Linked DNA regions of Mus musculus: regions 2, 3, 4, 5, 6 and 7 are each linked to region 1. Evidence: chromatin contacts called from public HiChIP or PLAC-seq and promoter capture Hi-C data. All regions are on one chromosome and are shown on one strand. Each heading gives the region's core, a stretch centred on a gene start, on an enhancer-like site or on the middle of the called end of the contact. The rest is flanking DNA. Distances are from core to core; before and after follow the strand shown. Region 1 holds the start of Phlda1 (pleckstrin homology like domain, family A, member 1). Region 2 has its middle 36 kb from the start of Gm29916. Region 3 holds the start of Zdhhc17 (zinc finger, DHHC domain containing 17). Region 4 has its middle 40 kb from the start of Krr1. Region 5 overlaps Gm20758 (predicted gene, 20758). Region 6 has its middle 22 kb from the start of Osbpl8. Region 7 has its middle 19 kb from the start of Gm29916.

Evidence for each region. Promoter capture Hi-C pulls out the DNA fragments that hold promoters and counts their contacts. HiChIP or PLAC-seq counts read pairs in DNA pulled down with a chosen protein or histone mark.
Region 2: a promoter capture Hi-C map of pre-B cells shows a contact between it and region 1. The contact joins the enhancer-like site here to the promoter of Phlda1 in region 1. A contact is called at or near these places in 10 of 39 promoter capture datasets (the 3T3-L1 cell line, the C10 cell line, the HPC-7 cell line and 6 more), 5 of 484 Hi-C or Micro-C datasets (embryonic fibroblasts, germinal center B cells, granulocyte-monocyte progenitors and 1 more), 2 of 115 datasets of contacts at active chromatin or transcription factors (bone marrow-derived dendritic cells and embryonic forebrain) and 1 of 9 other capture datasets (adipose tissue).
Region 3: a contact with region 1 is called in an HNF4G HiChIP or PLAC-seq map of pancreatic cancer cells. The contact joins the promoter of Zdhhc17 here to the promoter of Phlda1 in region 1. A contact is called at or near these places in 3 of 39 promoter capture datasets (hematopoietic stem and progenitor cells, liver and pre-B cells), 2 of 484 Hi-C or Micro-C datasets (CD8 T cells and embryonic stem cells), 3 of 115 datasets of contacts at active chromatin or transcription factors (memory CD8 T cells, pancreatic cancer cells and thymic regulatory T cells) and 1 of 9 other capture datasets (liver).
Region 4: a promoter capture Hi-C map of liver shows a contact between it and region 1, with 13 times the contacts expected there. The contact joins the enhancer-like site here to the promoter of Phlda1 in region 1. A contact is called at or near these places in 23 of 39 promoter capture datasets (the 3T3-L1 cell line, 3T3-L1-derived adipocytes, the C10 cell line and 15 more), 10 of 15 datasets of contacts at CTCF or cohesin (the G1E-ER4 cell line, the NIH/3T3 cell line, embryonic stem cells and 5 more), 251 of 484 Hi-C or Micro-C datasets (3T3-L1-derived adipocytes, the 63-12 cell line, the AML12 cell line and 125 more), 74 of 115 datasets of contacts at active chromatin or transcription factors (the 230-238 cell line, CD8 T cells, the HPC-7 cell line and 52 more) and 5 of 9 other capture datasets (adipose tissue, embryonic stem cells, embryonic tail and 2 more).
Region 5: a contact with region 1 is called in an H3K27ac HiChIP or PLAC-seq map of stem cell-derived neural progenitor cells, with 4 times the contacts expected there. The contact joins the enhancer-like site here to the promoter of Phlda1 in region 1. A contact is called at or near these places in 17 of 39 promoter capture datasets (3T3-L1-derived adipocytes, the C10 cell line, the HPC-7 cell line and 11 more), 2 of 15 datasets of contacts at CTCF or cohesin (large pre-B cells and pro-B cells), 12 of 484 Hi-C or Micro-C datasets (the N1E-115 cell line, cerebellar granule neurons, cochlea and 7 more), 33 of 115 datasets of contacts at active chromatin or transcription factors (the 230-238 cell line, the NIH/3T3 cell line, VIP interneurons and 24 more) and 3 of 9 other capture datasets (adipose tissue, liver and pancreatic islet).
Region 6: a promoter capture Hi-C map of pre-B cells shows a contact between it and region 1, with 2.0 times the contacts expected there. The contact joins the enhancer-like site here to the promoter of Phlda1 in region 1. A contact is called at or near these places in 10 of 39 promoter capture datasets (the 3T3-L1 cell line, 3T3-L1-derived adipocytes, the C10 cell line and 5 more), 1 of 115 datasets of contacts at active chromatin or transcription factors (effector CD8 T cells) and 1 of 9 other capture datasets (adipose tissue).
Region 7: a contact with region 1 is called in an H3K27ac HiChIP or PLAC-seq map of regulatory T cells, with 5 times the contacts expected there. The contact joins the enhancer-like site here to the promoter of Phlda1 in region 1. A contact is called at or near these places in 12 of 39 promoter capture datasets (the 3T3-L1 cell line, 3T3-L1-derived adipocytes, the C10 cell line and 8 more), 11 of 484 Hi-C or Micro-C datasets (the Ba/F3 cell line, the G1E-ER4 cell line, the HPC-7 cell line and 8 more) and 12 of 115 datasets of contacts at active chromatin or transcription factors (CD8 T cells, the SCID.adh cell line, bone marrow-derived dendritic cells and 9 more).

Annotation. Positions count from the first base shown.
Region 1 is chr10:111,503,923-111,507,686 of GRCm38.p6, reverse strand. It overlaps Phlda1 (pleckstrin homology like domain, family A, member 1), which reads right to left and starts at 1,401. Exons shown (of 2, transcript NM_009344.3): 1 at 39-1,401. The coding sequence starts at 1,282. The coding sequence ends at 65.
Region 2 is chr10:111,117,537-111,121,388 of GRCm38.p6, reverse strand. No RefSeq gene overlaps it. Among named protein-coding and RNA genes, the nearest start is that of Gm29916, 36 kb to the right of the region's middle. Within about 2 kb of position 1,973, at least 99 of the 459 cell types and tissues checked have an H3K27ac peak or open chromatin away from gene starts, as enhancers often do. A contact at or near this core is called in the HPC-7 cell line, adipose tissue, bone marrow-derived dendritic cells and 3 more, where this site is marked.
Region 3 is chr10:111,008,554-111,012,116 of GRCm38.p6, reverse strand. It overlaps Zdhhc17 (zinc finger, DHHC domain containing 17), which reads left to right and starts at 2,051. Exons shown (of 17, transcript NM_172554.2): 1 at 2,051-2,179. The coding sequence starts at 2,087.
Region 4 is chr10:111,931,445-111,934,835 of GRCm38.p6, reverse strand. No RefSeq gene overlaps it. Among named protein-coding and RNA genes, the nearest start is that of Krr1, 40 kb to the left of the region's middle. Within about 2 kb of position 1,680, at least 10 of the 459 cell types and tissues checked have an H3K27ac peak or open chromatin away from gene starts, as enhancers often do. A contact at or near this core is called in the HL-1 cell line, heart atrium and liver, where this site is marked.
Region 5 is chr10:111,865,501-111,869,052 of GRCm38.p6, reverse strand. The region is part of intron 2 of Gm20758 (predicted gene, 20758); the gene reads left to right. Among named protein-coding and RNA genes, the nearest start is that of Gm20758, 7.1 kb to the left of the region's middle. Within about 2 kb of position 1,737, at least 33 of the 459 cell types and tissues checked have an H3K27ac peak or open chromatin away from gene starts, as enhancers often do. A contact at or near this core is called in the 230-238 cell line, the N1E-115 cell line, embryonic stem cells and 4 more, where this site is marked.
Region 6 is chr10:111,141,482-111,144,941 of GRCm38.p6, reverse strand. No RefSeq gene overlaps it. Among named protein-coding and RNA genes, the nearest start is that of Osbpl8, 22 kb to the left of the region's middle. Within about 2 kb of position 2,196, at least 6 of the 459 cell types and tissues checked have an H3K27ac peak or open chromatin away from gene starts, as enhancers often do.
Region 7 is chr10:111,100,842-111,104,308 of GRCm38.p6, reverse strand. No RefSeq gene overlaps it. Among named protein-coding and RNA genes, the nearest start is that of Gm29916, 19 kb to the right of the region's middle. Within about 2 kb of position 1,873, at least 141 of the 459 cell types and tissues checked have an H3K27ac peak or open chromatin away from gene starts, as enhancers often do. A contact at or near this core is called in the Ba/F3 cell line, the G1E-ER4 cell line, the HPC-7 cell line and 8 more, where this site is marked.

The DNA of each region.
Region 1 (3,764 bases), core at 152-2,651:
GGCACGTTTCTAGGTGTCCCAGGTTGCCAGGACCTTACCTTGAGTGGCCCGGGTGCCGCCCTCTTCAGGCAGAGTTGGAGGTGCTGCGGAGAAGCCGGTGACCCTGCGGCTGCGAGTGAAGAGGCTGGTGCGCGTGCTGGAGTTGGTACGGGTGAGGGTGAGGGTGAGGGTGCGGGTGCGGGTGCGGGTGTGGGTGCTGGTGCGGGTGAGAGTAAGGATGAGGATGCGGATGCGGGTAGGAGTGGAGCTGTTGGGGTTGGGGTTGGGGCTGAGGTTGGGGCTGAGGTTGGGGCTGGGGTTGGGGTTGAGGCTGGATCTGCGGCTGGGGCTGGGGTTGGATCTGCGGCTGGGGCTGGGGTTGGATCTGCTGCGTCTGCGGAGGCTGCTGCTGGACCAGGTGCTGCTGCTTCTGCCTGGTAGACTTGACCGCCAGTATGGCCTGGCGATTTTTGTACTGCACCATCTGCAACGTGATCTCGGCGTTCCAGCCCTGGTCCTGGGGGCACCGAAAGTCGATCTCTTTGCCCTCCGTCATCACCACAGTGAAGTACATGTACTTGCCCTTGCGCTCCACGCAGTCTACAGTCTTCATATTGGAAAAGTGCAATTCCTTCAGCTTGACTGGTGGCTCAAGGCTGGCGACGGTGGGGCCACTAGGTTGGGACGGTTCGGCCGTCCCCTGCCCGGGCTGTTGCTGCTGCTGCTGCTGTTGTAGCTGCTTGGGCGGTATGAGCAGTAGCCCTTCCTCGGTGAGGATGCAGCACTTTTTCTTCCAGAGCTGCAGCAGCCCGTCGCTTCGCTTTTCCAGCACTCCTTCCTTCAGCGCCTTGCAGCCGCTGTTCTCCAGCATCCTTCCGGCATAAGGGGTGCTGCTGCTCCGCTCGGCCTTCAGGCTTCCAGACGCTCCGGCTGGGGGTAGCAGTAGCAGCCCTGCGCCGTCCTCGCCCCAGCGGCTTCCGCGGCCGCCCGCCCGGAGCGCGCAGAGAAGGCTGACTCGCAGGAGACAGAGCGGTGGCGGCGGCGGCGGTGGCTCGGGGTCCCGGCAGAGGGACAGGCGCGTCCTGACTCGCCACAAGATCCCGGAGCCGTGAGCGGGCTGCTCTCTGCCGTCCTCCGGCGAGCGCTCACTGAAGGGCACTGGCCGGGGCCCCTCGCGGCGCTTTTCAATGGGCCACCCTCCCCACCCCCGAGTGACACCCAGCGGAAAAGGCGGCTCCTGGCGCCCGCGCCGCGGGGGAAAACCCAGCTCCGAGAGGCGCTCGGCAGCCGGCGTACGCCTCATTAACTTGGGGCCTTCCCAGAGCCCGCCGCGGACACGCCCCCCGCCGCCGGCTCCGCCCCAGCCCCGCCGCCGGCTCCGCCCCCGCCCCGCCCCACCGCCCACGGCCGCCCGCGCCGCCTGGAAGCAGGTTCTGGAAACTCCTGGAGGCTCCACGCGGTCGCTGAGGTCGCCGCGGCTGCCGGGCGGCGACTGCCGACGCCCAGAGGGCGCCGAAAAACCATCCCCCCACGGACCGGCCCTTCCTTAGCAGGTGGGCTCTCCGCTGCGGGGGTGGGTAGCAGATCCAGGCAGGCCTGGGGAGCCACCCCTGGGGTCAACGCGGAGCCGACTCCAGACAAGGGCATAAAACTTAGGGGACGAAGTTCCATAGCGGGCATTACCCCCCCCCCCCCCATAGCTATGTAAACATCTCAGGGAACAAAACCCAAGAGTGCTTCGAGCTTTTTTGTTGTTGGTGTTGTTCAGCCATTAAATAAATAGTTGTTCCTGGGGGCAATTAGCTAAGGCAAAACAATAAAGCTACCAGTTTGTAGTGACAGGGAAATAAGGGTGGACTCACTCCAGGTATACATTCTTGACTTCCTTTCCTGCCACAGAACACAGGCAAAATAGCCAGACTCACCAAGCGGTTTTTGTTTTTGTGAGTGTATGTTTTGCTTGTGTGTGTGTAGTACGTATTGTATGAGAACGCAGGTCAGAAATCAGCAGATCCCTAGAACAGGTTCTGGGAATTGAACCTCTGCGAGGAGTGCCATCTCTCTAGGCCCTCGGGTTTCCTTCTAGATCAGACCTTGCAGTCCACAGCAGTAGCAGGGTAGGCAGATGTCCAGCATTGGGAGGTCATACACACAAGCCTTGGCGAATGTCCTACAAACACCTGTGGGAATCTGACTCTGGAAAGTCCTAGTCTCCGTCTTGCCTTTAAACCTTTCCTGATAAGGTAGACTATAAAGCACAGATCTAGTCTCCAGTTTGGGAAAATAACCTCTAAGCCTCCTCTCACCATAAGGAGATAGGACAAAACAGGCTGTTGGTCAGACAAGGGCTGCTGCCACACCGCCAGGAAGAATCAGGAATCCAATCGAAGAGAATGTCGAGGATGAACTATTCAAAGTCTTTCGTGTGTCGTGCTATGAAACTCGAACTTAATCTGAGAGCTAACAGAAATGTCTTCTCGAAAACAGAGTTCTTGGACCTTCACCCAAGGTTCTGATCAAATGGACCAGTTCAAAAAAAACAATTCTGAGTCTTACATTTGGACTCATTTTACAGCCTTTCGTTTTTGTTCCCCATTCCCCCCCCCCCCCAAAAAAACAAATGTAAAGATTTCTAATGTGATCATGCATAAGCATTATCTTTGTGTATACCAAGAATAGACTTGTAATTCTGATTACTAACCACCTTAATTTCTTTCCCCCACCTCTGTAGAACAGGTCAGCACTCCAGAGTTCCTATACTACCAGCTGTCTTTTTTCAGCAGAACAGCATTCTCTTGTTATCTGGAAAGTGCATTTATAGTATCCAGAGTCCCTAAAGCCAGGTAGAGGTTTGTAGCCAACACAGAGAGGCATAGTTGAGAAAGGTATCCCATTTGGAAAAGCACTGAACTGTGAACTGTAGCCCAGTTTACCAGGCACTATTTTTCCTAAAACAGTTGCAAATGCCCAGTCATCATAGATTTCCAACGTGTTCACTTCATTCTGACTAAAGACTTTAAAATTCCCTGATTCCCTCTGGCTGTTTCACAATTAGTATTTCTGTGGTAAGCTATGTGTACATTGACCACAATAAGTTCCATTATTGGAAATTTAAGTTTCAGAATTTTGTAGCCTGAAACTCTGCTCTGTTTATTTCAACTGCCACCTCACTTAACTGGCTAGAGAGACTTTTTCCTAAAGAAAACAAACAAACAAACAAAATCCTCAAAAGATAAATCGTCAGAAAATGCAGGAAACATTAAAAATGTTTTCCTTTACATAATTAATGGTTCATTCAACTTGTTTTTAAGGTGTTCTGTTTTCCACCTTCCTGGCATAGCCAAGTACTTATTGCCAAAGAGTGAAGCAGATTCCCCAAGCTAGATACTCAGTAGCTCTTATAAACGCCTGATACTCAGTAGCTCTTATAAACGCGCCTTTGACTTTAAGAACTGATCACGGAAAATGGGATATTTTACTTAAAAGGACCCTGAAAAGAAAACTCTAGTTACCATGTAACTAGGAATCAGTAAACATACAAAAGGTCTTCTGGGATGAACTGGTTTAGACACTAGAGCTCCAAGCCTTAGGACCCAATTTCATGAAAATGTCTACTCAGGACACACCCACTGAGGACTCTAAATACACCACCTACATGGCAAGCAGAGAACGAATGCATTCATCACCAGCACCCTGCACTCTGATGGACAAGGGGCCTAGACAGCTCAGAGGGCGGGAGGGAGGGAAGCAAGGTCGGGTGTGGGCAACAGACCAGCTCCGTGCAC
Region 2 (3,852 bases), core at 724-3,223, 390 kb after region 1:
ACGCACACATACACACACTCACACACATACACACATCTGTTCTCTCTCTCTCTTTCTCTCTCTCTCTCTCAAACACACACACACACACACACACACCATAATAATTAAGTTGAAAATTTAAAAGAAACCCTGGTTTACTTATGGTCTTGTTGGCAGTTTCTGTTTGGTGGTGTCATGATCTGCCATACTCTGCTCTTTCTTCTTGCCCAGTTTCCTATCTTCAAATAGCCACTCTGTCTTGCCAAAGTAGAAATTACTTATCTCTCATTTTATCCAATTGACTAGATCTCCATTCATTTATTTAAAAAGTTTGGTTCATTTATTCACTTCTCTGTTTGTTTGTGAGATCCGTGTACACACACACCATCGTCTGTGTGGAGGTCAGAGAACAGAATGCTGGAGTTTGTTTTCTTCTACCACTTGGGAGGATCAAACTCAGGCGTTTGGGGGTTGTCAGCCCCTTCCCTGTGCTGAGTCATCTCACTGGCCCCTTACCATAAAGCTCATTCACTTGATTCTAATCTTGTTACTGTAGTCATTCATGTGAGAAAGGTACCCACAGGCATGCTCACGAAGCCTACTAAGAGTATAATGAGTCCTTTATTAGCTGGAGACCGAGTCTCATTGCCTCAAGGTCTCTTTTTGTTTGTTTGTTTTTTGTTTTGTTTTGGTTTTTGGTTTTTTGAGACAGGGTTTCTCTGTATAGCCCTGGCTGTCCTGGAACTCACTTTGTAGACTAGGCTGGCCTCGAACTCAGAAATCCACCTGCCTCTGCCTCCCGAGCCTCAAGGTCTCTTGGTGAGGAAGCTCAAAGGTACAGTGTTTCTAAAGGCAAAAATCATAAAGACCAACAACCAAAGTTAGGTGAGGTCACTTGAAGTGCTTACTCTTGCCTGAGCATAGTAATTATTTCAGATATAACATGACAATTATTTTTAACTTACACCTTCTTCAGTTATTTTAGCTTACACTGATTATGTTGGCTAATACGTCTGGAGCATGGTCAAAGTCACAGAAATATCAAATGTGTGCTGGAGGCAGACATGATCGTTGTGGGGTAGAGGGCCTTGTACTAAGCAAACTCAAGTAGCTCCAGGATACAGTATCATTACCTCAGTCACTTCAGCTACATCTTACCCTTCATAGTAACAGATTTATAGAAGTTAAAAAAAAATAAGGATATTATGAGGCTCAAGTTCGAGAGCAGCCTGGGCTATAAAATGATACCGGTTTCAGAAAGCCATGAGGTATGGGTTTAAGGCCATCTCACAGAGAAGTGTTAGCCAGACAGAATGTTGTTTTGTAAAACCCCAGTTTGGTAGAATTGTGCCAATTCCAGTAACTACAGTGGTTTAACTTCTGGAAATAAATTAACTTGTTTCTCCAGATGCTGGGCTGCCCTGTGAACCCCAAGTCCTTGCCAGCCCAGGAAGATGTTTGTGTGTTACTTGACATTCTTTAACTGACTTCTCACCTGCTACTGTTAGAAAACACCAAACTCCAGCCACAATAGGAACCTTTCCTGCAACCTACCCCTCCCCAACTGCTGCCCTGTAACTACCCCAGCTAAGTGGACAACAGACTACAATTCTTATAAAAAGCCCTCTGAGTTGCTGCTCCCTGTAAAAGGCTGTACTGTCTTAAGTCGCTGGTTCGTTTGTCTGTCTTCCTTTCCAGCTGACATTTCAAGGAGACGTTGAATAGTCTTTTATTTGACAAGTGGTAGGAGCTACTGGAGACAGCCGAGCAGATGCAGAGATGATGTGGTGAAACAGGCTTAAATTCAGCTTGATGGGAGGAAAAGAGAAAGTTGAAGCAAAAAGGCCAAGGTGGTATCCTGAACAGGAGTGGTGGCCAGAGACAGGGAGAAGGGCGGGGTAAGCTTTGAAAGCAATGATGAAGGTCAGATAAGACGGAAATGGTAGGTCAAAAATAATTAGTGTTCCAATCATGAGTTACAGGAGGTGGTTATACCACTAACAGAAATCAGGAAGCCAGAAAGAGGAAGTCTGTGTGAATTCAGTCCTCTGCCTACTGGACATTTAAGTGATTATATTAAAGGAAAAACTGTGTACAGTTTTAATAATATTTATAAGAACTATATCCTCACAGACAATAGAAGGTTCAATTTACAAGGCTGGGGACAGAGATAGTAGTAGTCATGTATATAGTCAGTGGACAGAGACTCTGCCTAGCATGCATGCAGCCCCCCTCTGGCTGGGTTGGATCTAGTACCACATAAACTAAGCATGCAGATACAGGCTTGTATGCCCCAGCAATGGGAAGGTAGATACAGGAAGATCTGAGTTCAGAGTCAACTTGTCAGTCTAGGCAGAAGACACTATAAAAGAAAAAAAAAAGACTTTATTTGCAAAACAAATTTCAAGGGCATAAAAAAAGAAAACAATATTTTAATTCTCTAGTTTCTCCCTAATTCAAATTTAGGAGTGATCTTTAGTTATTAAAGATGGCTCTTATGTGGTAAATATTTATTATGTGACTCTCATTTTTGCTAAAATTCACATATTTTGTGTTAATTGATCTTCTTAGTGTTAAGTTTTAAACTCAGGACAAGTAACTGAGGTATCTACTTAACAAACATATCAAAGTGGACCTGGCCTCCGGGTTCTCCCAGCATCCCTCAGTCCCTACCTGTTCCAGGGCACGGATGGCACGCCACCCTCTACCCAGAGGCTCTTCCCTAAATAATCCAGATATTTTGGCTACCTACTCTTTGCCCCCTTTTTCTCCTTTTGCCCCTTTGGCCTCCCGGCTGCTGTACTTGAGTCCTCTCTCTCCCTTCCTCTCCCCTTCTCCCCACGTGGTTCAAAGTCATGACTGCTTGGGTTCCCCCACGTGTGTCTGTCTCTCGCTAACTCTTCCACTTATCTGTAATAAACTTCCTCCTTCACAGCATCTAGGAGCTGTCAGCTCCATTTCTTGCCTTTTTTTTTTTTTAATTGCTTAGCATCTCAGATATTATCTTGATTCTCACGAGAAGAAACTCGTGAAGGAAAGCCGGTTAACACGAGACTAGAAAAAGCAGCCTCTTATCCCCACTGGGAATTCCCCCTAGCGTGGAGTCCTGAAGTTCTAACCAGGGGATGTTATAGGTGACCCCTACCCTCTGCGCAAATGCAAATGGCTCAACCAACTCTTCTTCTTCTAGTCTAAATGGTGAATTCACTCACCATCTATATAAACTGACAGCATGACCTCTCCATTGTGTGGGTATGGAGAAGGTTTTAATTGTAGATATGAAAGAGAGAGAGAGAGAGAGAGAGAGAGAGAGAGAGAGAGACAGAGACAGAGACAGAGACAGAGACAGAGACAGAGACAGAAAGAGAGAGCCACCAGAGGCATCTAGAATTGCCCAGAGCAGAACGAGAGTTGACTGAACATGGCCAGGGCTTCTGTGAGAGAAGAGAGAATAGCAGGGGAGAAAAAAGAGAGTGAGAAGGGTGAGTAGCTGGAGAGAGGGAAGGGCCAGGAGACTCAAATGAGCTTTGAAATATATGACAAGTATTCCTGAGTAGGGACTGAGGGAGCCTTGGGACTGGCATGGACCTTGGGATGCCGATAGGTGCCATAGGTATATGTTAATTGGAGAGCCTTTTTGCCAGGGGAAGAGAAATGATTCCTTTGGGTAAACAGGCTTCACAAGTTCCTAAGAATGCTGGCTTTAATTTAACCAGCAGAAATCCTCCCATAGCCCTGGTTGAGCTCATTTATGGGCGTTAGGACTGCCTTTTGGAATTTGAGGCATTGGAGTTCCCTTTGAACCTAAGACCGCTGTCCAATCTCTTTCTCACTATCACAGTGGCAAGTCACCATTAAAAGCTCAGGTCACTA
Region 3 (3,563 bases), core at 802-3,301, 500 kb after region 1:
GTTTTGGAGGTTTCAGTTATCTTTGTCTTCATTGATTCTTGGCCTGAGTGAAGCCAAGCATCGTGGTAGTGGGAGCATCATGGAAAAAGCAGGTTGACTCATAGTGGACAGAAAGAAGAAAGAGCCAACGACAAAACAAAACCAACAACAAAATCCCTACATTAAAAAAAAAAAAAGAAATATCTTGATTTACTTAATTTTGTTATCTAGTTAACCTACAGCTTTTTAAATTACCAAACCACCACGTGGGCTAAACAGTAGATTTTGCTGACTCAATTAATTTGGACCGTTCTTTCAAAGCCCTCTGTGAACCCAGGCTTCTCAGGTTGAACACCTCTTTTATGAAGATGTCCACCATACACCTGCACTCCATGGGCACTCATACAAATTATTTTGTTTTTGTTCCCCATACCTAGTTCTGTCGTTCATTTCATGTTGGTTTGAATGCCACACCCTCTCAACTGTTTCTTTACTCTTTTTTTTTCCCCTAGATTTGGGTAAATGCAAAAGCCTAAGGGTAAGGAGATCGAGCCTGTAATATTACAGGAAAAAAAAAAAAGAGTCTGTTCATGCTGACACGTGACTGAAGAAAATTTCGGTGCTGTGAACGAAAAACTAGGAATTCTGTTTAGAATTGCATGGTTTCTGGTTTCTGCCAGGACAAAAAAAGAAAGAAAGAAAAAAAAAAAAAGAAGAAAAGAAAATCGGTCCGTGCCGGAAGGAAAAGCCCTGCTGAGAGGATACACACAGAGACAGGCAGCGCCAAAGAGACCGCTTCTTTCCCCCCACCAGAAGCAGCTATAAAATAGCATATTCATCCTTTTTCTGAGTGATTACTGCCCGTTTACCGACGAATACTAGGTCTACTTTGCCGTTTTCATTTGTTACTGGGAGAGCACAGTATTGAACGGACCTAGCCTCGTGATCTCGTCCAATGCCTTGTTACTCCTGGTTTTTCCTCACCTCCTCAGAATCGATTATGTCCAATCCAGAACCGATCTCAGCTCTCCCCAGACCCTCCTCAGATTCTTTTGGCGGGAATATAAACCTTACAAAGGGGTTTCCTCTTCCATGCCCCATCCTTTTTTCCTCTGACGTGCCTTCCTCCCGATCTACCAGTAAATCTGGCTTTGTCCGACTGCAGGTTTTTTCCCCTCTGGTGATCTTTGGCTGATTTGGCTTTGACAGGGGACTGGTTAGTATCAGAATCTCTAATCAGATCGCTCTTTGCTAAATGTTCCCTGGCGCTGTAGAGATTTACAATCCCTAGTAGCCCAAACCAGAAACAAATCCTTTCTGCAATTGTTCCATCAGCCCCCTCCCAACCCCAATATCCTCTTAAAGCCGGCTTTAATCATTTTTATCTGGGTCACACTCTAGAGCTTTCATTTTAAAAAGGTTTCACTTTTGAATCCCCGGGTCCCTATTAAAATGCAGCAGATGGGAAAGTGTGGGGCTTTGACCTTGTCAAAAGCAAGGATTTTAAAAAAAAATGCCCTAGCTCAATCGCAAAGAGGGCATCACACAACAAAAGCTTTTTCAAGGAAGCCAATTTTTTTTTTTTTTTTTTTTGTCCTTGCTTCTCCCGGTGTCCCCGAGGCACAGGTGCGGAGGCGAGGAGAACGCATCCTTGCTCTCCCAGGGTCACACCCTAAGCCCTTCCAGCCCTTGGAAGGCTCGGGACCCTGCCCTGCGCGGCTCTGGATCTCCGTCTTGTGTCGCGCGCGGCCTTTCCCGGGTGGCCGGAGCCGAGGAGCAGCAGCAGCAGCAGCAGCAGCATCGGCCTCCGACCGGGACCCGCCCCCGGGCCGCGGCGCCCACGCCCAACGCGGTCCGCTGCCCCGGCGCAGTGCAGCAGAGAGCACACTCCAGCCCCGGGCCGGGTCGGGCCGGGCCGGCGCACGCGCATCGGGACCCGCGCCCTCCGCGGCGGGAGGGGCTGAGGGGGCGTCCCGGGGGCTCGGAGGGAAGAGGAGGTGGCGGCGGTGGCGGTGGCGCCGCGTCGCCCTCATCCGGGCTCGCGCTCGCCCTCGCGCTCGCCCTCCGCCTTGCCGAGCCCCGCGAGGCTGAAACGCTTTCTCCCAGCATGCAGCGGGAGGAGGGATTTAACACCAAGATGGCGGACGGCCCGGATGAGTACGAGACCGAAACGGGCTGCGTGCCCCTTCTCCACCCGGAGGTGAGGGACGGCGCCGAGCGCCTTCCCGGGACCCTGCGGTCCCGCGGCCTCGCTCCCTCAGCCTCGCCCGGGGCGGCGGCCGAGGCGTCCGGCGCGGTGACCTGTGGCGGGACCCCGGGGGAGGCTGAAGAAAGCGAGTCCAGGCCCGAGCGCGGCGGCGAGCGAGCGGATAACGGGGGAGGAGATAGCGGGGCGGGCCCGGCCGGGGCGGGCTCTGGGACGCCGTCCCTGGCGGTGCCTGGAGGACAGAGGTGGGGATGGCGATGGTCCTGTGGTGTCGCCGCGCTGCCTGCGGGTGCAGGGGCGACGGGGGCCTGCTGACACTTTGGAACCTCGGCCGGAGCCCCTGGTCTCGCTCCAAGCCTCCCCAGGCAGGGGAGGCAGCCGATCTGCTGTTTGGTTTTAACTCTCTCCTCGTCCCCTCTTTCTCGGTGGCGGATGACACGACCCTTCCCATCAGTTCACTCGTTCCCCGGGGATCGTAGTTTTCCTGGGCAAAGTGATGTCCTTCCAGATTATGCCATAGCAACCAGCTCGCCGCTGGGGACAGCGAATTTCGGGGTGTGTTTGCCCTTAGGCTATTAAAAAGAAAAGAAAAGAAAACAACAAAAAAACAAAAAGAGAGAGGGTCTGAACTTTGGCGAATAAACGCACGCACCCATTAGCTTGTCACAAAGTAGCGCTGTTTGGGGACTGTCAGGGAGGGTAGACAGCGCAACACGTTTCCCACCGTTTTTTCTTTTGTATCTCCTGGACGGGAACAGTTTTCTCTGCCGGAGCCGTCAGGTTCTGCCCGTTGTTTACCTCCCAGTTTGTAGCTGAGTTTGTGTTTAGTAAAGGCCTGGAAGCAATTCTTTGTGTATCCAGGTTTGTTGATTATTATTATTATTATTATTATTATTATTATTATTATCATCGGTGCACGGTGAGATGCGGGGAGGGCAGGAAAGTGTAGCGCAGCTTCCTGCAGAACTCAGGTCGTGTTTTGAGGTTGAGAATGGTGTCCAGATCCGTGGTGTTCGAATAAACGTGGTTACTTTGCATTCGATTGATTTTATTTCTTCCTGGCTTTTGTGTCTTGTTTTTTTTTTTTTAATTGTAAATACAAAGGACCACTTTCGTATTAATACCCTATTATCTCTTAACTTGATCATACACACACACACACACACACACACACACACACACACACATACACACACACACACAAACTGAGACAGTTTCTTAGAAATATATGCTGAGACAAGTCTCATTAGAAAAGACTGTTTTGGGTTTCTGACACAGCTATGCAGTAAGAAGAAACTTTCTGAAAAATTAAAGTGGCAATAAACTTAGAAAGATTTCTTTTGGTTTACACAAGGTCCTAAAATATGTCCAGAAAGTT
Region 4 (3,391 bases), core at 431-2,930, 430 kb before region 1:
CTCCTCCTCTTCCCTAGTTCTTTCTTCTTCCTCTCCTGGTCTTACCTCACTCCTCTCTCTCCACCTTCAGAGAGGTAACTAGAAACCCACCTACCGCTAATCCCTCCAGTATTTGGCTGTAGCCATTTTAATTTAACCAATAGTTTCAAATCCAGGAACAAGGTTTGCACAACAAAAGCTTGTAAATGTGAGAATTCACTGTAGGCCTAGGTCTTAAGGTACAGAATTCAGCATTACAGTACATAGCAATGGGCCAAACTTCAGTAGACCTGAGCTTGATCCCTGCTACACATACAGTGGAAGAAATGAACAACCTTCCAAATACAGTCCTTTAACACACACACACACACACACACACACACACAATTATCAGTCCTAGGTTGTTTTCAATTTCTATATCCCTTCTTTAAAATCCACATCACATTGATTTATTTTTTTCCTTTGTTTAAAGTAAGAAAGGTTTATCTTGGCATATAGTTCAGGGGATAAAGTAAGGAGATTGAAGACTAGTCTATTAAGGTAGTACACGAGAAGTTGAGGACAGCTGATTGTATGTCTTCCCTTTTGTAGTATGCATGTATGTATGTATGTATGTATGTATGTATGTATGTATGTATGTATTTAGTGTGTATGTGTGTGTTCATATGCACATGCACCATGGTACTGGTGTGGAGGTCAGAGGACAACTGTTGAGACTCAGTTCTCACATTCTCCACTGTGTGAAGCCAGGGGATTGAACTCAGGTCACTAGGCTAGGCTGCCTTTATTCTCTGATATCTCTCACCAGCCTGCCTGCCATACGTGATTTCTTAATGTGATAAGCTGAATTTGAGAGAAGGCCCAACTCTCTTGACATCCTTTGAACCCGTGGACCTCAACCTTCATAATGATGTGACCCTTTAACACAGTTCCTCTTGTGGTGGTGACCCCCAATCAAAATTATTTTTGTTGCTACTTCATAACTATAATTTTGCTACTATTATGAATAATATTGTTCATAGTTGATATTTATAATAGTCTTAAGTGACCTCTAAGAAAGGGTCATTTGACACCCCCCCCCCTGCAAGGGGTCTCCATCCACAGGTCAAGAGTCACTGCCATAAATGGTGTTTTTCTGTTCCCGCCAGCAATTCACTGATGACCTGTGATTATTCTATACTTTTGTTTAGTTTGTTTTTTTAGGTGATTGTTTTCTGTTTCCCAGGTTGTCTATGAGGGAATTCAAAATCCTTTTCTCCTGTGTTATCAAAGAACCCTTAAGACGTTAAACCAGACCACAACTTGCAACTCATTTGTATCCATTTCCAATTTGCATACTGTGAAGGTAGGACAGGTACCCACTATATGTCTCCTTCTCTAGCACCTACCATCGAGACCAGTTAGTATACAATAAAGTATTTCTGAGACACACTTAATAAATGCATGGATATATGCAGAAAATTTAAACTGTGAAGCAGTGTGAGCAAAACCACAGAAGCTATGACATCTTGACACATAGGAAGAGCCGTCATATGCTTGTCTATTTGTATCTCAGACAAATGTCAGGAACTTTGATTGAGAGATCCTGGGTAGCGTGTAGCCATAGCTGCCTCTGGAGAACCTGGGTTAAGGACACTGCCTGAGGACTATTGTTGCAAATAGAATTATTTTTAGTCTTTCTATTTAGTGGAATGCATTCCTTTGCGAGGAATTTAAAGTGCCTAATTCTCTTGTCGCCTTAATTGTCACAGTTCCAGCTTTGGGAGTCCAGGATTATCGCCCTATTTCATGAATGAGAAAGCTGCAGAGGCTTAACTCAGTCAGGGCTGCTCAGGTAGGAATCTTTTAGAGGAGAGATTAGTACTGCTTCTCTCATTCTTAATGTTTCTACTGGGCGGAACAGCCACTGGCTTTAACATATGCACACTCAAAGTTTGGCTGCTACTGAGAGACCCAAGCATTCAAAACCCCAAGGGTCCTGTGGCTACACACATTAGAGCTGCCACAATCAATAACGTCAAAGGTCAGATTCCTCTTACCTCTTGGCATTTGCAGCCTGAAGCTCAGAGACTGGGAAGTCCGTCCTCAAAGCTGGCTGCATAACGTGCAGTGCTGAATGCAAATGAAAACTCCTAACTGCTTGCTTAAAATGTATCAAGGTTTGGAAGAGACTCTGTAGACCAAGTGCGTGGCTTTGGCAGGCTACTCACTCTTGGAAATAGCGTTTCCCAGCTGTCTTCTCACCTTCCAAGACCTTCATCAAGTTTTATCCAGTAATGGTTTCTAACGTGCATCTTTTCTACTTGGGTTGATAATGCCTATCCAATGCAATATAGCCTCTGAGATGGCATTAGGACATAGTTCCTAAAATAAAGATCCATTGCTCTGGGTGTAGAAATTGTTGTAAAATTATTATTAGCAGTATGTTTGTGTATATGATACTGGGATGGGGATGGGGGTAGGTGCCACACTTACCATGGCATTCGTGTAGAAGTCAGAAGACAACTTTGTGGAATAGGTTCGGCCCTTCCAACCTCTGCCTCTGTTATTTTAAAGTATTCCCTTTCAATACTCCGAATTTCTTTGGTGTCTGCTATAATGTTTTCTTGTCCACTTCCGGAATTCTGTTAACTCGGGTCTTCTCTTTCTTTCTTGCATGTTTCTATTTCTACGGTGAGTTCTCTGACGACTGAGCTCAGGTATTCATGGTTGTGAGGCAAGAGCCTTTCTTCCCTGAGCTACATCATTTCTGCTGGGGGGCTAGAAATAATTTTTTATTTTTGTTTGCAGCTGCTAGGCACGGTACAGTGTTTGGTTTAGAGTCATTGTTTAAATCATGCTTTCTCTCTCTCTCTCTCTCTCTCTCTCTCTCTCTCTCTCTTTCTCTCTCTCTCCCCTCCCTTCTTCTCTCCCTCCCTCCCTATCCCCTTCTCCTCTTCCTTTCCTCCCCCCTCCCATGTGTGTGCAAGTGTGCATGTTTAAGAGTAAACTACAATAAATGAATCTACAAGGAAAGGATACTTGCTATGTTTCATTCACTGAAGTGTCTTCTGATCTTACAGCAATGATTGACAGCTAGAAGTTATAAAGTATTTGTCAAGTGAATGAATAATACACTGTATGAAAAGTTGCCTCCTGAAGTGGGCCCTAGATTCACTTCAGCCAGGTGCAGTCTTGGCTGTCTTCTTTATTGAGTCTTTGAACTTGAAAGCCACCAGATATACCTTACAATCAAAGTGTATGTAGCCTCCAAAACCGCTGAAGAAATGAACTGCAGGAATCCTGTAAGATTGGTGAAAGACTGAGCATGCTTTGCTAAAATGTCACATGCTTTGCTAAAATGTCACATGCAAGGACTTACTGAAGAGGATAGCAGCAGCCTCCATGGGTTTCCTCCAGGTTCTCTGTGTAT
Region 5 (3,552 bases), core at 488-2,987, 360 kb before region 1:
CATGTAAGCCAACTCCATATAATATTTCCTCACATTTAGGCACAGGCACACACAAACAGAGAGAGAGAGAGAGAAAGAGAGAAAGAGAGAGTGTGACTGCTTCTGTCAAGGGCTCACAAAAGAGCCAGGATTGCTGAATACATGCTTAGAGAAGAATAGGAGTTCAAACCAAATAGCCAGAATCAGCACCAAAATGACACCGAGGAATGGCCTGGTCAGAGCAATGATGCTTTGGCCCTGCCCTTTATGACCACCAGATACCCTGCTGATGCTGAGTGATACATACACACACACACACATCACCAGCCTGAACACTTACTGTTCTTGCTTCTTTGTTTCCCCTTCTCAAGCAAGGATCTGAGCCATATGTTCACAACCTTTAGCTCTGTTCAGAGAAGAAGAGGCCTCATCTCTTCACGGTCCCCTATCTTAACAGCACCATCCACGCTATTAAGTCCCTGAATTTGTGGAAGAACATGTTCAAGCCCACGGGAGCTCCCTGGACTTCTTGCTATGGGCTCTAGACTCTCATGGTCTTGTCTGCTCATCTTGTTATCCTACATAATTTAGAAATAAAAATCTTGCATCTTCTGGGTCCTTCTGAGGATCTCCCATTTTCTCTTGGTTTCATGATTCATATGGAAAAGATTGACAGCTTAACTACTCAGTATGGGCCTCCATTCATAGAATTGGAGAGACGACTGCTGAACTGGGAGAGAAGAGAGATGCTCTTTAGACTAATAAACTAGTCTACATTTTCCTCTTAAATATCATGTTGGTTATATCCTACTTATTACTTTATAATATCTCTGCAGGAAAATCAAGTTTTCCTGCACCTAATATATCTATACTATTATAGATGTAATATATCTATACTATCTATATGTATTATTTCAGTCATCGTAAAAATCGTAGGTCTTAGAGTTTTGATTGATCCTAGCTATTTAACACACAGGATGTTCCACATATATTTATTCTGGGCAAAGTTATTCTTATACTATTTTAGTACCTTTGTCGTCTACAGTCTAAGAATCAGAGGCCTTTTCATCAGTCTGTGAGGGTTTAAAATTAGCCCTCCTTCTGATTTGCTAGCAAGGTAAACCGTTGACAAACCATGACATATGAAGAATAAACATGGGTTGTGGTTTGGGACACAAGAGAATCACAGTGGGAAGATTGTTTTTAAAGGCTCAGCTCATCGGGGAATAGAAAGAAGAAAGAAGAGAGACTGCCTGCACCAGGCTAGAAGCCATTCTTTGTGTTCTGCTTCCTGGCAGAACAACAGCAGAGGTGCGGCAGCTTCTGTTGCTCCCTGGGGAACTGACAGAACAAAGAAGTCAACACTCTTTGGTTTCCGAGAGAGACATTTAAGCAAGAATCGCCTGTCTTTCCTCTTTGTTTCTTCTTCTTCCTTTATTATTGAATCCAAAAGACACTTCGAGGGTTGAAATCCTTTTCAAAATTAGTTTAAGTCTGGGGCAAGAGTTCGGTATTTTAGTGGAAATTGCAGCAGGCTTATTTTGGTTCTTTTCATCAAGTCCTCTAATTTGACATTCGGTTGTTAATTCTTGAGTCAGTTTTTACTTTTTTTCCCCCACCAAGCTACAGTTAAAACTTAGCATCTCCAATTTTCTCTAAAATGCTTGGCAGCACTGTGGGTACAGCTCTAGGTAACGCCCGATGTAAATGACTTCCCTGTCTAACCTGACGCCTGTCAAGGGTTAATGAGAGGATGCCAGCCTCTGCTTTGCAGAGTGCCTGTGGTTACTCCTCTAAAATGTAGTCACTGACATTCTAATCCCCAGGGTGATGGAATAAAGGGGCAGGGGCTTGGAGAATAAATAGAGCACGAAAACAGAGTTCCTCAGGCTGGAGAGATGGCTCAGCAGTTAAGAGCGTTGACTGCTCTTCCAGAGGTCCTAAGTTCAATTCCCAGCATCCACATGATAGCTCACAACCATCTGTAATGAGGTCCCATGCACTCTTCTGTTGTGTCTGAAGACAGCTGCACTGTACTCATATAAAAAAAAATAAATCTTTAAAAAAAAAGAAAGAAAGGAAAAGAAATTGGAATTCCTAGGAAAGAGACTAGTGCCCTTATTTTTAAAATAAAATAATATAAAATAAAATCCAAGTCTTGGGCCAAGAGACAGTGGTAGATTACTCCATTAACATGTGCAAAACACTAGGTTCGAATTCTAGCATCAGAAAGAAGAAGACAAGACAAGGTTTTGCAAATAATAATAATAATAATAGACCCAATGAAAAGATCTCTTCCCACCTCTGCCATACCGGAACCCAGAAAGAAGGTACCAACTAAGAATCAATAAGCAACTGCTTGCCAAATCTTCCCAAGCTTTTGATTTTAGACTTCAGTACCTAGAACTAAGAAAATTTAACTTCTATTTTCTATAAACTGCCTAGCCTGTGGTCTATTTTTTTTACTAGCATGCCCAACAGACTAAGACTTACCTAGGATTTACCATGGGTAACAGTAGATGAGACTTCTTAAGACTCAAAGATTAAGAATACTGTCATAACCGAGTAATGCCAGCACTTGGGAAGCAGAGACAGGCAGATCTCGGAGTCTGAGGACAGCCTGGCCTATATATTGGGTTCTGGGACAACCAGAGCTACATAATGAAACCTTGTCTTGGAAAAAAAAAAAAAAGAATATTGTCACACCCCACATTACTTGGTTGTTGGGTTGCGCTTGTCTGCGAGTGTTAGGGGTGTAGCCTACTTAAGCTCCCCTAGATCTTATAGAAGTCCTCCAGTTTTGGCTTCCTGAATTCTGGGACTAAAAGCATGAGTTACCATGTACCCTGATTCAGGCTGTATTTGAACTTAGGAACAAAGCCAGCTGGACCCACAAGTGAGAAAGAATTTGAGATCTTCCAGTGAGTGGCTAAACTCATACTAGACTGACTGCTCAGTCCCAACTGCCTTTTAAGACAGCGTCCACTGCGGCCCTGTTCCATCATGGATACACTGTTCCAGATGAGAGTAACTGCTCTCTCTCTCTTTATCTTTCTCTGTCCTTCTCCCTCTCCCCTTCCTCCTTCCTCTCCCCTCTCTTCTTCCCTCCTACTTCCCTCTCCTTCTCTTCCCCTCTCCTCCTTCCCCTCCCCCTCCTCTCTCTCTCCCCCTCCCCCTTCCCCTCCCCCTCCTCTCTCTCTTCCCCTCCCCCTTCCTCTCCCCTCGACTCCCCTCTCCCTCTCTCTTCCCCCTCCATCTCCTCCCCTCCCCTCCCATACCCTTTCAAATCCTTGACTTGTGTTTCTTCTTGTCAGCAGCAGGGCTCAGACGTAGATGAATCACCAGGAGAGATTAGAATCTTCCTTGGCAGATTTTGCTAATTAGATTCGCATATTCCCTTGTCTCTAAAAATCCACTCAGCCTGTACTGGATGCTCTTGACCCTTGAAGTTTTAATATTTTAGTCTCACAGATTTGCTGCTTTTAGTATCTTCCTAGGGCACTTTTCCCCTTCTATTGTGAATTTTTCCCATCCCTCCACCCTTACTCCATGAGTCACAGACTGAGTGCTTCC
Region 6 (3,460 bases), core at 947-3,446, 360 kb after region 1:
AAGTCCGAATTACATGAGTTCCACATAAGCATTAATGATTCCTACCATAGAAGTCTAAAAATGAAAACCCATCATAACAAATTACATAATTATGCATTCACAGTTTCCGAACAATTAAGTCCTATTGAAAAGCCAGGCCTACTCTTTCCACCCACGTTGCCTATTCAAAATTAGGTGCTATGAGTTTTAACAGCTTACCTAAAAATAGCTCGGAATCGAGGCTCTAGATGCAAGGATTGACTGCAGATTTTTAATTCGACTCATATAACATCCTAAACTCAAATTCTAAAATGAGTAAGAAGCCAAGGGCGGTTGCACCTGTCTCTCACCCCAGCTCTCTGGATGCAGATTCAGGAGGGTCACCCAAAGTTCAAGGTCAACCTAATCCACAGAACAAGTGCCAGGCCAGTCACGGCCGCAAAGTCAGACTCCATCTCAAGTGAACAAAACAAATAAGAGTCCGTTTTCCTCAGATGATTGCCAAGATGACATAGATTCCAAGCTGCAAATGTGGTTTCTTTCAGTTCTCAGGTGGTCTATGAAAAAGCAATTTATTGCAAATACGATTAAAATCGGAATATCTCAAAAAGCAAACATACAAATGTCATAGCTCCTATATTTCCAAAGCTGTGATGAACTCTAGCACAGGAATTAGACTTTGCATTTTTTTTGAAGGCCTCATCACTATGAGGCCCTGACTGTCTGCAACTCACTTTGTAGACTAGTCTGGCCTCAAATCTACAGAGATCCGTCTTCCAGCCTCTGCCACCCAAGTGCTAAGATTAAAGGGATACACACACCACCACACCAGGCACCCTGAAGGTTTTTTTAGATTGTATTTTTATTTTATGTGTACAGATGTTCTGCTGTATGCGTGTCTGTGCACCACATGTGTGCAGTGCCTTTGGAAGCCAGGAGAGAGGGTTGGATTATCTGGAACTAGAGTTACAGATGGCTGTGTGCTATCATATAGATGCTAGGATTCAAATCCAGGCCCTCTGGAGAGCAACCCAGGTTCTTAACTGCCAAGCCATCTCTCCAGCCCCACTGTCTTTTTTATTTTTTTAATCAAAGCCCTACTTCTTTTTTTTTTTTTCTGTATTTCACATAGAATTTTCCAAACTTTGCCTACCTCTTAATACATCGTTGATAAAATCAGATCTGTAATTTCTCTGCAGAAGATCCTGCTGACTTTTATTTTTCCTGTGTTGTTTGACTCGGTTTGGTCTGGATATTTTGAGGCTGGCATCTCAGGCAGCCCAGAAAGGCCTCATATTCAGTTTACAGGCAAGATGACCTTGAACTTCTAATCCTCACGCCTACATTTTTTTTTTTTTCAGAGAGCTACGACTATTGACATATATCACCAAATACCGTTGGTTTATTCAGGGCTGACAATCATGCTCAAGGCATTGTGTATATGAAGCAAGTATCCTACTAACTGAGCCATGCTCCTAGCTTCTCTATCCTTAATACAAGTTAAAATGCTCATAGTACATATAGTCTCGTCTGTGACTAAATATACTATTTCGGTCAGTTTTGTCTACTCTGTATTTATACAAACATAGTAGCTTCCTGAGAAGTCTCAATTTTATAAGCCATTTCAAATATAATCCTTTCAACTTCATAAGCTGTAAGTTTTACAGGTGCTAGCCTCACCCTAGTCACGCACAATTACCAAACATCTGTAAGTTATTCTACCTTTGTTCTGAAATAGAAGCAAGGCTAGCAAGGGGCCTGGACTCTGTAAACGACAAGAGCTTCAAAGCTTATTTCATGTATGCTGTTGTCAGAGAGTGAAGGTGCCGTGCATGCTTGCAAAATTACCAGGGAGCAGCCATCTGTCCACGTTTTCTAGTGACAAGCCCTGCCTAGATGTCTTCCACCAGGTTTCTAACCTATTCCCCAGGGGTGGCAAGGTAGAGGACAGCTTTTATTAGATTTTGTTTATTTGGGTGATACTGCGCATGTGTGGAGATCCAGGGACAACTTGGAGTCTCTCTTTCCGACGTGCGGGTCCTGGCGATTGATCAGGGTCAAGCACCTTGACCCACTGCAGCATCTCACTGGCCTGAGAAAGAGAACTTTACTTTCCAATAAAGGTCCTTGTCTGTGTGTCTTCACAGTTCATCTTCTGCTCTGAGTTCTGCTGATCGATGGCCTTCCCTCTCCGCTTTCAGTCGATCTCTACGGGAGACCTACTTTTGCCTGTAAACTCTCACGTGCACGGCTTTAATTAGATTCCCAGCTCCAGTCCCACAGAATCCTCTCTCCGGAAATAGACAGTGGTTAACAACTCCATCCTTCCTTTGTTCTCTTCTGGGTTTTGTCTTGTTTTCATGTGGCCATGCATGTGCCTGCTTGAGTTTGTGTCTGTCATGTACCTGCCTGTGGAGGTCAGAGAGTTGGCTATCTCCTGGAAGTCATAGGTAGTTTGTGGGTCACTTGGTTTGATGCTGGGAACTGAACCTCTTTCAAGAGCATTAACCACTCAACTAACCAGCCATCTCTCCAGGTCCTGTTTTGTGGTTTGTTTTACTTTGCTTTGTTTTGCTGTGCTGTGTTTTGTTTTGTTTTGTTTTGTTTTGTTTTGTTTTTGAGACTGGTCTCAGGCTGGCTGTAAACTCACTGTGTGGCTGAGGAAAACCTTGAGCTCCTAATATTCTTGCCTCCAGCACCCCAAGTGCTGAAATTGCAGGTGTGGGTCACCATACCCAACTCAAAACTTAACTTTTGAATGTCAGCTCCCTTCTAGAGATCACCGAACTCATGGACACTGTCTTAGTTAGGGTTTTCCTGCCTTGAGCAGACACCATGACCAAGGCAAGTCTTATATAGGACAACATTTAATTGGGGCTGGCTTACAGGTTCAGAGGTTCAGTCCATTATATGGCAGCCTTCAGGCAGGCATGGTGCAGGAGGAGCTGAGAGTTGTACATCTTCACTGAAGGCTACTAGCAGAATACTGGCTTCCAGGCAGCCAGGTTGAGGGTCTTAAGGCCATGCCCACAGTGACACACCTACTCTGAGGTCACACCTTTTCCAATAGGGCCATAACTTCTAATAGTGCCACTCCCTGGGCCAATTATATACAAACCATCACAGACACTCAGTGGTCTTACAGTATTAAACTAATTTCACTTTCATAATTAGCCAAATCTTTGTAGATATTATTTGCATCTAAACTGCTATCTTTACTGTCTCAATCACTTTGCGTTACTTTCTTAAATTGCTAAAGCACATCATTTGAAAATATCTAAACTAAGGACAGGGAAAATTTTAGAGCAAAATGACCTTTATTAATGACAAGTAAGACAGGTATATATAAATCTGAATCGCAAACTCATGGGAGATAAAACCCAGAAAGATTACTTCGGAGTGGTGGTGATACATAGTTGCAGGTTTGTTTGTTGAGACAGGGTCTCATGCAGCCCAGGGTAGCCGCCTACTCATTAAGTGG
Region 7 (3,467 bases), core at 624-3,123, 400 kb after region 1:
ACCATGTGGTTGCTGGGAATTGAACTCAGGACCTCTGGAAAAGCAGTCAATGCTCTTAACCACTGAGCCATCTCTCCAGCTGCTCGAGAAATGTTTTGTACCAGAATCCATCCAACTCTAAGGATCAACTGTTTAGTGTCTTCTTGTTCTGCAGCTTGAGGAAAACTCTATTTCTTGAGTGTGTGTGTGTGTGTGTGTGTGTGTGTGTGTCTGTCTGTCTGTCTGTCTGTCTGCATGTGTGTTTCACAGCCCTCCTGGAGTACAGTAATTGCTCTGACCACATATTAATAACTTCTCTTTACATAAATCTCCAAACGCATATAAAAGGACTAAAACTGAAGCTATTAAATGATCTGAATGAATTCTGCATGCAACTTTGCTTTGTATTACTATATAAATAAGATAACTATAAAAATAAGAAAATAGAGTTAATTACTCCTAAAAGAATGTTCTAGACTCCTTCACATTGTGCAGCCATAATGGGGACCATTTTCTTCTGTCACAGCTTTCTCCCATGATGCTTTTGCCTTGTCACGGACTTAAAAACAACAGACCAAGCTGAGCATGGACTGAACTCTCAAACCCGAGGCTCCCACCAGAGGCTCCTCGTTTGCTCTCTATTGCTGTGATAAATATCACGGCCAAGAGTAACCTGGGAGAGGAAAGGGTTAACCCAAGTTATAATCCACCAGGAAGGGAAATCCAGGCAGGACTCAGAGGTAATGGAGGAACGCAGTTTAGAAACTTGCTCCTGGTTGCTGAGCTTATTTATTTATTTTTATTCATCCCAGAACTATCAACCCAGGAGTGGTCTGGACTATTCCACATGGATCATTGGTGAAGAGAATGCTCCCCCACAGACTTGCTCACCGGCCAATCAGATGGAGGCATTTTTCTCTCTTCCCAGATTGCCCTAGCTGTGTCAAGCTAACGCAATACTGACCAGCACAGACTTCTTGCTCATGTTCAGGAAGCTAACGGAGCACTTCTCTTAGCTAAGTCAGCTGCTTATTCTCTGCGGTTGCTGCCTCACGGTCGGACGGACGGACGTGAAGTCTGATGACTCACGCCATGCCGCTTGACAATAGCCAATCCTGGGTGCTCTGTGACCGTGACACCCCCAGCTTTGGCACTACTCACTCGCTACTCTGAATTTGAGTCTTTCCATTTCTGACACCTACAAGCCTCCCCTTTCTTACATGGATTTGAGTATGAGGAGCGGAGGGGGCCAGTCTACATCCGGTCAGTTCATGGATCAAAACAAAAGCACGACTATAAAGGATCAGAGAATCAATATTATCTATATTATCCCTCAGCTTGCGGCTACTACACCTGGGTGGGGCTGGGGGCGGGGCAGCAACCTGAGAGACGGGGGGGCGGGGGGGGGGCGGGGGGGGGCACGTTCTGAATGAAGCAAGCTTTTGATTCCGCTGCCAGAATCCTGTCTGCTTCACCTGCAAAGATGAAACAGAATTTAGAAACTTGATTGTCTGTCTTGAAGACCAGAAAGTCTGACGCTCATAAGATTGAAGGCATAGGTGATTTAAGAAACATCCACAGCAGTGACTGGTCCAAGTTCTTTGAAAAGTGTCTCGGAGGCGTTCGCTTTCCTTTCAAGATTCGGAATGCGCAAGAAGCTGCTGATTGGTGGCTTGGTTTTACGCTTAGTCTTGGATAAAGAAACACTGTTGGAAAACAAACTTGGTAACAAGAACCACACATGGAAACTACCGCATCAATGCAGGATTAATCGGCTCCAAACACGCACAGATTCCCCTCTGCTAAAGCAGGAAATACTCTGGGTCCCACCAGCTGCATCCTCCTCGCTGGAGGCCAAAGATGCCAGAGATATTTAAGCCTAAGTGCTTTCGGTTCTGTCCTGGCCAGAGGCCACGGGTGCCAGGAAATAGAAGCAGTTTTGCCTTATCTCCCTTGGCCTAAAGGAACCCTTTTCCCAGAAACCAAATATGATGTCAGGGCTGAGACCAGGAATGGGAGCGGGCTTGATCGGCTCACCCCAGCTCCAGGCCTCCATCCAGTGAGGTCTCATTGGGAGACTCACTGGAATCCCACTTTCTGGGAACCCAGTGGCATGGGGACCCTGACTTTTTCCTTTTTGAGTTTTCTGCAATAGAACCGTTCTTACTAAAACTCACCCTCTGTGAGTCATGGAATTCATTCTTCCAGTTCGTGAGAAGAGAACCTGAAAGCCACTGGCTCCAACCGCTGTGGTTTTCTGAGTTATCTGAGACCCTAGTTCCCCAAGGTGAGCTCACAGAGCAGAAGAGAGGCCCTGCTCACAGACACCTCAAACTTTACATATTGTTAGAATCTGATAAGTCAAAAATTACTTAAACTGCAACTCAAGATGGACATTGGTCAACATGGATGTAAATAATTCCAGCGTTAGGGTTAATTTAATGGCTGTGGCTGGCCTCCTTCAGATTCAAACTCATCATGGCTGCTTGGGAATGCTTAAGACAACCCACAGTTCCTTTAGGAGACTGTAGTACAAGCCATAGCTGCTAAGGCAACTCATACAAAAGAGAGCATGCTGTTGCTTTAAACAAATTCCTAGTTTTGACATAAGAAATGCAGTTCTTGGCCAGGCGGCTCAAATTCTACATAGGGAAGAAGAGTTCAGCAAGCTAACAGACAAAACGAGTGAGGGCATAGTAGCTACTGGGCAAAGATTACTATTCAAGGACAGATTACAGACTGGGCAAAGCCGGAACACGCGAGCATCAGGATTGCAACTTCTTACCTGTTTAGCCCAACCCGGAACCTTGTGCGCTTCCTGTGTGAGCATTTGGAAACCAAGTGTCAGGTGTTTGCAAGTGGGATTCCAGAAAACTGATTGTGCTTCATAGCTTGGCCAACACTGTTTTTTCCATTAATAAAGTTTGGGAGAGCAAAAGAGAAGGAGAGGAAAAGGGGGAGGAGAAGGAGGAGGAGGAAGGAGAGCAGGTGGGAGGCAAAGGAGGAGGAGAGGGAGGAGGGGAGGAGTGAGAAGAATAGGAGGAGAAAGAGGAGAAAAAAGGGGGGAAGGGGAAGAGGAAGGAGAGAAAGAGAAAGGAGGGGGAGAGAAAAAGGAAGGAGGGGAGAAGGGAAAGAGGGAGAAGGTTGTTCTATGTAATTTGTGTAGTTCTGCATTACCCCTCTCCTTCAGGGGTTCTCTTTCTATAAGCAACTTGCCTATTTTTTTTTTTAATGTATCCCTTAGCGAGACCCAGCAGTGTTAGATTAAATGTTGCTTGCTGTTCTCTGTGTTGGTAACTTCCATTTCCAATAAATTCTCTCCCCCTCCTGCCTCTGTATTTCTGGTACTGGCTTTATTCTGTGGTAGAAATCGTGTTGGGGGCAGAGTGCAAACCCTTCCTTTGGTACATGAAAGGGCCGGCCATTTTCTACTCACTCTGAAGGGGAGCTGCATTCAAGCACGCATGCCCGGGCCTAAAATGTCAGTG